Regions from separate parts of the Sus scrofa genome. Here region 2 is linked to region 1. A link is a contact called in public Hi-C data. All regions are on one chromosome and are shown on one strand. Each heading gives the region's core, a stretch centred on a gene start, on an enhancer-like site or on the middle of the called end of the contact. The rest is flanking DNA. Distances are from core to core; before and after follow the strand shown.

Region 1 (4,063 bases), core at 912-3,411:
TGCCAGTTAGTGGGTGACTGAACCCAGATCCTTAGACATGAGACCCTCTGGGTGCACATGGCCTTGACGGTCAGCAGACCCGCAGCACCTCCTCTGCGTGGAAGAACCGTGGGGAGACAGGCAGCCGTGCTTGCTCATGTCCAGGCCGAGGGGAGAGAGAGGAGAGGGGCGGGAAGGCTTCTTGGAGGAGGTAGAGTTTTGAGTTGGGCAGCAGAGCCCTAAATGGTGGAGGACAGGGGGAAGGGCCTTTCTGGCTGTGGGCATCGCTAGGAGAGGGTCTGGAGCCCAAGGAACCGGCCCTGACCCCATCCGTGTCGTCATTCCCACAGCCCTCCTCGCCGGACCTGGACCGTATCGCGGCGAGCATGCGCGCGCTGGTGCTGCGGGAGGCGGAGGACACTCAGGTCTTCGGGGACCTGCCGCGGCCACGGCTCAACACCAGTGACTTCCAGAAGCTGAAGCGGAAATACTGAGGCCCAGGGAGGGAGCTTCCCGGCCCGGCGCCCGCCCCACCCAACACTACACCCCCGCCCCGCCTCCGGGACCTGCCAATCCGAGTCAGAGCTATGACCGGCCTCCCACGGTCCCTGGCCCCAGGATTGACCCGTCCCTGGTCCCTGCGGATCCCCACCGCCCTTCCGGCCCCCAGCCGCTCCAGCGCCTGTCCAGTTTCCCGATTGGGTCTGTCTTCTCTCCGCCCAGCGACAGATTCTTTCTATTAAGGGATTGGCGTGGTCCGGCATCAGGGCGCGGCCAGTTGACTTAATAGGTCAACTCTGTCGTTTTCTGCCTAGCAACAAGGGCTTTGCTCTCACGGCATTGGCTCCGTTCCCGAAAGAGCACAGTCAAGCTGCAGGATTGGGTAGTAGCCCTCCACTTCGCATAGTGAATGGGCAGTTCCTTCGTTTGATTGGCTTGAACACTGTAAAGGGCTTGACCAACATCCCAAGAGTCCTGTCCACCCCGAGTTACCCCACCTGATTGGCTCCAGCCTCCTGGGGGCGTGGCCAATCCCCTTTGCCCAGGATTGGCCTGTGGCCTTACATTTACAGTCTTTACACTACTGGGGCTGGGGTCGTTTTTTGGCTCAGTCCTGACAATTGTCCCTCTGGCCCCCTCAAGGATGGCCTAATCCTGTTCCTGCGTCTGACACCCTCTCATTGGTTTTATCACAACTGCCTGCCAATCAAAACCCGTCCTTGTGTCCAGGACGTTACCAGCTCCCGCCCCTCTCCCCCCACCCCCACAGGTGCCTTAAAGGGCCCTCGTCCACCCAAGGTGGAGGGCAGGGGGCCTCACTCTCCGGCCCTGGTGTGGGGGAGAGAATGGGGGGTCGGGATCAGGAGTTGAGAGGGGCGCTCCGAGATTAAAGAGTTTTACCTCTGACAAATGACTATGAGGTGTGTTGTGTTATTCAACATTTTCTGAAGCCAAATGAGCAGTGTCTCATTGCTTCTCAGTGCAAAGCTGCGAATTAAACTAATTGTGCCTATTTTACAGACAAGATAATGGAGATTCGCGGGGTAGGAGGAAGGATTCCAGTCCTGTGTAGTCATTGATTCCCACTCTTCAGGAGTGTGAGTGTTGGGAATAGTTTAAGGAACTACAGTTCCTGAGTGCCCAGGAAAGCCAGGAACCTCCAGCTGACGCCAGGAGTTTTCTGACTATTCTAAGTCAGCTGGTGGTTACAGAGCAATGGCGCCAGACCTGAAGATGGGGCCAGGTCCAGTAAGCGTGGAATACCCATCTCCCATCAGACCACCATGGGTGGAATGTTAACAGACGAAACTTAAACCGAGCCAACTACCACCTAGAAACTTTTCTGAAGTATTTATATGTACTAACTCCTTTCATCTTTCTAGTAACCCTGCAACGTGGAAAGGATTATCCCCACTTTGCAGATGAGGAAACTGCAGCATGAGGGTAGGTGTGTGTTGGGGCAGGGTTTCTTCGACTGCCAATAGTCAACAAAGAGGAAGGATAACTTCCCGCTGTAACTGTCCAGCAAGGGGAATGAAAACGAGAGTTTAGCGTGGAAAGAGGAAAATCTGTGGAGACCCCCTTCCCCCTACTGGCCTGAGCCTCACCCTGCAGCAGGAGAGATGAAGGTCAGAGCCGCAGAGGGACTAGAGAGGCCCCGGGACCGCTAAGAGGCGGGGCTTACGTCATGGGCGGGACCAACGCCCCGCCCACTTTAGTAGGCGAGTCATTTCCGTCCGCGGAGAAACGGAGAAAGCTGCAAGGCGAGTTGCGGGCCAGGCGCCTCGGGCGGGATTTCCTTGGTTGGAAGTGGTGAGTGAGCCAAGCAGCGGGCAAGGGTGAGCAAAGGGTTGAGGCGGGAGTTCATGAGTTTCTCGGCCTTTGCCCTGGGAAGTAGGAGTCGGGGCTCTGGGAGGGACGAAGCGGGGAGTCGTCGCCTGGGAAACGGCGCGAGCCCCAAGCCGGAGAGCGGGTGGAATTTCCTGAGCCATTCGCGGAAGAAGAGAATTCCTGGTGGAGCGGCCGAGGAGGCGGGACTTCCTGTAGCAATCTGCGGGCTGCCACTCAAACCTATTTACCTACTTCCCTTTAGGCCGGCTTCCAGGATGGCCAAGGTGGAGGCCCGGGGCCGCCTGTGGCTGGAGAGCCCCCCTGGGGGAGCACCTCCCATCTTCCTGCCCTCCGACGGGCAAGCCCTGGTCCTGGGCCGGGGACCCTTGACTCTGGTTACCGACCGGAAATGCTCCCGAAACCAAGGTGGGCGAGGGCGGGGCCTGAGCCGGAGGGGGTGTGGCCTGCTTCAGAAGCGGGAACACAATCAATGGGAAAGACCGAGAGTTAGTCCGGGGAGGGATGTGCTTGGCCCCCAGGCCGAATCGCGTGGTGCAGCTAGTCCTGAAGTTGGCAAGTGCCCTCCGGGGAGCACAGAAGGGAAAGGTGGTGCCTGACCCCACCTGGAACTAGCCAGATAACTCGGGCTTGAATCCGGCCACCACCTTGTCCAGGAGAGAGCCGATCCTATGAAGAAAAATGCATATTGCTGAGCAGAGATGGGTGGTAGCAGGCCAAGCCCAGGACTTGCATCTCGTCAGGTTCCTGCGTTGTCAAGGAGAAACCAATGCTATACAGAAAAACACCTGCCTTGCCCCTAGGCGAGGACCGGTGTCACAGGCTATCCTAAGGCCATTATCTGGCTACTGCATATCGAGGAGTGAGCCAAACCTACTTAGAAATAAACCACCTCCTCCTGCTGAATGGGTGTTGTAGCCCCATCCTGTGGCCTGAAGCAGGCCACACTCCCCAGTAGGGAAGGAAACAATCACCGAAAGATTCAGATCCCAACTCCACCCCCTCAATCCTCAGTGGAGCTGGTTGCAGACCCTGAGACTCGGACCGTGGCAGTGAAACAGGTACCAGTTCGTTGGCAAGGGGCAGCAGGCCTGGGGGTGGGGCGGGGTGGGGGGGTCGAAGGGTAGGAACAGCTGGGGAAACTGGCCCATCGAGAAAATCTAACTGCCTGGGAGGGGAGGAGGTCTGGCCTCTTTCAGTGGGGTAAACTTTCATCCCCATTTAAATTGGGTAAGACTAGGAATTCCCCTTGTGGCTCAGGAGGGTAAGGATATGACGTCGTCTCTGTGGGGATGTGGGTTCCATCCCCGGCTGTAAAGGATCCAGCGTTATTGTAAACTACGGCCGTAACTCCGCAGATGAGACTGGGATCCGGCGTTGCTATGGCGCTGTGGCCTAGGCCTCCGCTATGGATTCCACTCCTTCCATGTGCCGCAGGTGTAGCAGTCAAAGAAAAAAAACAAAATTGGTTAGGACTGGATGCGTATTACCTTCCCAATGCCCTGATTGGCGGTACACAGTGAAGAGGTGGAGCTTAAGGGTCTGATTGGCTGATGGAGAAAGGAAGGCCTTTTTGAGGTTATTTGATTGGATGAGGTTACTGGTGGGGTGGAGCCTGTACCAGCACCTCCCTCTTTCTTTGCAGCTAGGAGTTAACCCCTCAACTGCTGGAGCCCAAGAGCTGAGGCCGGGGTTGGAGGGCTCTCTAGGGGTGGGGGACACGTTGTATTTGGTC
Region 2 (4,063 bases), core at 726-3,225, 190 kb before region 1:
TAGGTATCATTCGAATTGAATTAAGTGTGATAGATTAACCGGGGGCTAAAGAGGAGAATCACTTAAGGTGTAATGGGAAGATTAGACCACAAGGGGGTGCTCACACCCAGCGAAATTCTTCTTAAAAAATATTTTTGCAAATCTCTAATTTCTAGTTTAATAGAATATAACTGGATTTTCATACCGGCTTCTGCATTCATTCTGCCATACAGTGTTTTGTTTGATGAGAATCTGGTCTCACTCAGATAAGATTTGGGAGGAGATTGGGAAGCAGAGGTGTATTGCAATGTCTTCCTCCGATAATTGTGGATGTGCTTTACTATCACACCAAAATTTGACGAAGTTTAAAGGCCCTTTCAGTTTGGAACCTGAAACCTTGCCCATGAACTTTTCATGTACTTAAATACAATTAAGTTTGTATTGCACTTTGAATGGCTCTTTCGCCCATAGGTGTCATGTGCATTGAATTACCTGGGACCAATTAACTGGGGGCCAAGTGCCTAATAAGTGTCATGTGCGTTGAATTCGCTGGGATCACTTAACTGGGGGCTATAGGGGAGAATCACTTAAAGTGATTTTGTCACATCACGTATTGCTCACTTGCAAAATAATAGTTAACTGAGTTATGCAGGTTTTTCAGATGGTGGTATGTTTCCTTGCACAGCGTTTGGGAAGCTCTTGGTTCGGTCCCATGTTCAGGAGCTCATGCTGGTAGATAATGGCTCAAATGAGGCTTGTGAAGTCCCCCGATTGAAATTCTCTCCTCTATTTGTGGCCTAGCATGCAGTTGGTGCCTAGTAGGTGTCATGTGCATTGAATTCGCTGGGATAAAATTAACTGGGGGCTTTGGTTGAGAATCACTTAAGGTGTCATGGGCTGATTAGACCACAAGACGGTGATCACACCCAAGCGAAATTCTCTCCTGTTTCTCTCCTGCCAAGCACAGGGATGAGGCCTAATGGGGATCATTTGAAGTGAATCAGATGTGATTAAATTCAATGAGGTTAATGGGGAGAAAGACTCAGGGAGCACCCCATGACACCTTAAGTGATTCTCCCCTTTATACCCCAATTAATTTAATCACATCTGATTCACTTCAAGTGATACCTATTAAGCATCATTATGTGCGAGGCCAGCGATGTTCAATTTAAATATAATTCAAACCCCCTAAGTAATCAGATTTCTGCTGGCCACATGAAAAAGGTAAAAATGGACAGTGACATTAATTATATTCTATTTAACTCAATACAGCAAAATAGTATCACTTCAAAGTGCAACTAATATAAAAAAAGTTTTTTACCTTTTATTACACTGAACCTTTAAAATGATCTTAGGACAGCACAGGTCAATTCCGACACTGATTTTTTCATTAATGACACTTTCTCTCTTTTTAGATTTCATACCTTTTACAGCTGAAGTAGTAGATTCACATACTTCAGTTCTTCCAAACATGTTTAAGGCAGTCTCAATAACTGAATTGAGAATCCATTTTTTGCAATCTACGTTTAAATCCATTACAGCCCAATACAATTTAAAGTTCAGATTTCGGTTTTTGTTTTGGGGTTTTTTGTTTTACAGTTTACAGTTCGGATTTCGGTTTTTGTTTTGGGGTTTTTCGTTTGTGGGTTTTTTGTTTATTTGTTTGTTTGTTGGCCGTGCTCATGGCATGCAGAAGTTCCCAGGCCAGGGATCAAATCCCATTCACAGCAGTGACAGTGAGAAATCCTAAACTGTTGGGACACCAGGGAACACCACTGCACCCTTGGGATAAGGTAGGTATATTTTTATCCTCATTTTAGGGAGGAGGAAACAGACAGAAATGGAAAATGACTTTTTTCCAAATATTGATTTATTTATTTGCTTTTTAGGACAGCACCTGAGGCATATGAAGTTCCCAGGTTAGGGGTCCGACTGGCTGCAGTGTGGGTCTAAGCCACACTACAGCTCAGGGCAACCGCTGGATCCCCTTACCCACTGAGCAGGGCCAGAGATCGAACCCGCATGCTCATGGATACTGGTTGGGTTTGTAACCTTCTGAGCCAAAACTAGAACGCCCTCAAATATTTATTGACTGTTGTATGTCAGATTCCTTCCTAGGGGTTGGGGCCATAATAAATACTTGCCTCAGTGATCCATCACGGGCCTAGAACAGGGACTGGCCGGTAAGAGGTGCTCAGTAAATATATGTTGAACTAATGAATGTAAGTGGTGAAAACAGCAGGGATTTTTGTGGTTTTCTCAGCTCTAACCCCAGCTCCTGGAACAGCACCTGGCACACAGTAGGTGCTCAATACGCATATGTTGAAAAAAATGACCGTAAACGCGAAGAAGCCTGGGCAGAGGCCTCTGTTTTTCGAGACTCTCTCCTTCGCTCCCAGTCCCGTGCCTGGCACATAGTAGGTGCTCTGCAAGCACGCGCCTGCGCACGCGAGCGTTTCTCCTTGGGCCTCCCTGACTCCGCCCCTGCCTGGGGGAGGAGCCTGCCGGGTTCTCTCTGTGACGTCACAAAGGCCTCCGCCATGCCTCCGGCCTTGGCCCTTCTGCTGCTCCTGGGCCTGAGCGCCCGCCGAGGCTGGGGCTGCCTGCAGTGTGACCTCTCGGTGCTGGAGGCCCTGAGCCAGCTGCGTGTCGCTCTCATCCCCAGCCGCTTCCAAGTACAGCAGCTGCGGGCCCGCGCTCAGGCCCTGCTGCTGGGCATGGAGGGGCCCTTCTTCCGAGACTACGCGCTGAATGCCTTTGTGGGGAGAGTGGGTGCGTACTGAGGGGGGTGGTGCCCAGTCCGGGGGCGGGGGCGGGGGCGGGGGTGGGGGGCAAAGAGACCAGCCGGGTAGCCTCGGGCGGGGGAGATGATGGCTCTGGGGGCTCCGCCCCCAAGAGGGGAAGGGCGGGGCCCGTCCCGGAGGGAGATGGAGGGACCCACTGGAATTTCCTCCCTTCTCGCCCCAGGGATAGAACAGCTGGACCTTGTGGCGTCCTTTATCAAGAATCAAACAAACAGCTTAAAGGTTAATTCTCTGAGAGGTAGGAGCTAAGTGGGAAAGCCTTTTCCCAGCCCCCTTCCGCCGCCTCCTTTTCCACCTGTGCACCATGCCTTCTCGTCATATAAAAATAAAAGCAAACACGCGTATAGCCTTTAGTGTGTGTCTGGCAGGGTTCTAGAAGAGTCTAGGACAGTTCATCAAGGGAGGCCCTATGGTGATCTGCCGTTTATAGAGGGGGAGGCTGAGGCTAAGACAGGCGGCGTGCTCCAAAGTCGCACAGCTGGGAACTACAGAGCTGAGGATTTCGAACCTGAGACAGCAGTGGGCAGTAGCGGGCCCTGAGGACCGCGGTAGGGGAGGGATCTAAGCTCCGTAAACCCCACCTTGAGGGATTGAGCAGGGAGGAGCAGAGCGGTCCTAAAAAGCAAAAAATGTATCTTATGAAATGTGTGTGCGTTTGTATAAAGTGAGCCCTAGGAGCTCCCTGGTGGCTCGGTGGGTTAAGGACCTGGCCTTGTCACTACTGTGGTGAGGGCCCTTACTCTGGTGAGGGTTCAATCCCTGACCCGGAGGGGATTCTGTCTCCAGCCCCTCCCCCAGAGGTCAAGTCGCTCCCATGTGGCCTTGAATGTGGCCATAAAAAAAAAGAAGAGCCCTAAAAGAGGGGTGGGGAGGGGGTGAAATCAGTATACTGACGTCTGCTGACCTAGGAGAAGGGGACTGAAGGTGCTATGTGCTTGTCTTCCCTGTGCTTAGCAAACGGCGATCGTTTTTTATTTCTTTTCCTTCCCTCCCCCCCACCCCGTTTTAATACCGAACACATAATACACATAATAGTCATATAATTGGGGGAAATACTCATTTTAATTATATTAAAAATTAAATTTATCCCATTTTTAAGAATTGCTCTTATTGGAGTTCCCGTCGTGGCGCAGCGGTTAACGAATCCGACTAGGAACCATGAGGTTGCAGGTTCGATCCCTGACCTTGCTCAGTGAGTTAAGGATCCGGCGTTGCTGTGAACTGTGATGTAGGTGACAGACGCGGTTTGGATGCCGCATTGCTGTGTCTCTGGCATAGGC

The links. Hi-C and Micro-C count contacts between places; a contact is called where the count stands out from the background.
Region 2: a contact with region 1 is called in a Hi-C map of embryonic fibroblasts, with 6 times the contacts expected there. The contact joins the promoter of IZUMO2 here to the promoter of PNKP in region 1. A contact is called at or near these places in 2 of 47 Hi-C or Micro-C datasets (embryonic fibroblasts and undifferentiated spermatogonia) and 1 of 2 datasets of contacts at active chromatin or transcription factors (alveolar macrophages).

The regions. Positions count from the first base shown.
Region 1 is chr6:54,878,912-54,882,974 of Sscrofa11.1, reverse strand. PNKP (bifunctional polynucleotide phosphatase/kinase) reads left to right here and starts at 2,161. Exons shown (of 18, transcript XM_005664749.3): 1 at 2,161-2,292; 2 at 2,573-2,736; 3 at 3,343-3,389; 4 at 3,974-4,063. The coding sequence starts at 2,168. It overlaps AKT1S1 (proline-rich AKT1 substrate 1), which reads left to right. Exons shown (of 5, transcript XM_005664751.3): 5 at 330-1,394. The coding sequence ends at 473.
Region 2 is chr6:55,067,849-55,071,911 of Sscrofa11.1, reverse strand. It overlaps IZUMO2 (izumo sperm-egg fusion protein 2), which reads left to right and starts at 1,975. Exons shown (of 6, transcript XM_021094780.1): 1 at 1,975-2,751; 2 at 2,947-3,021. The coding sequence starts at 2,196.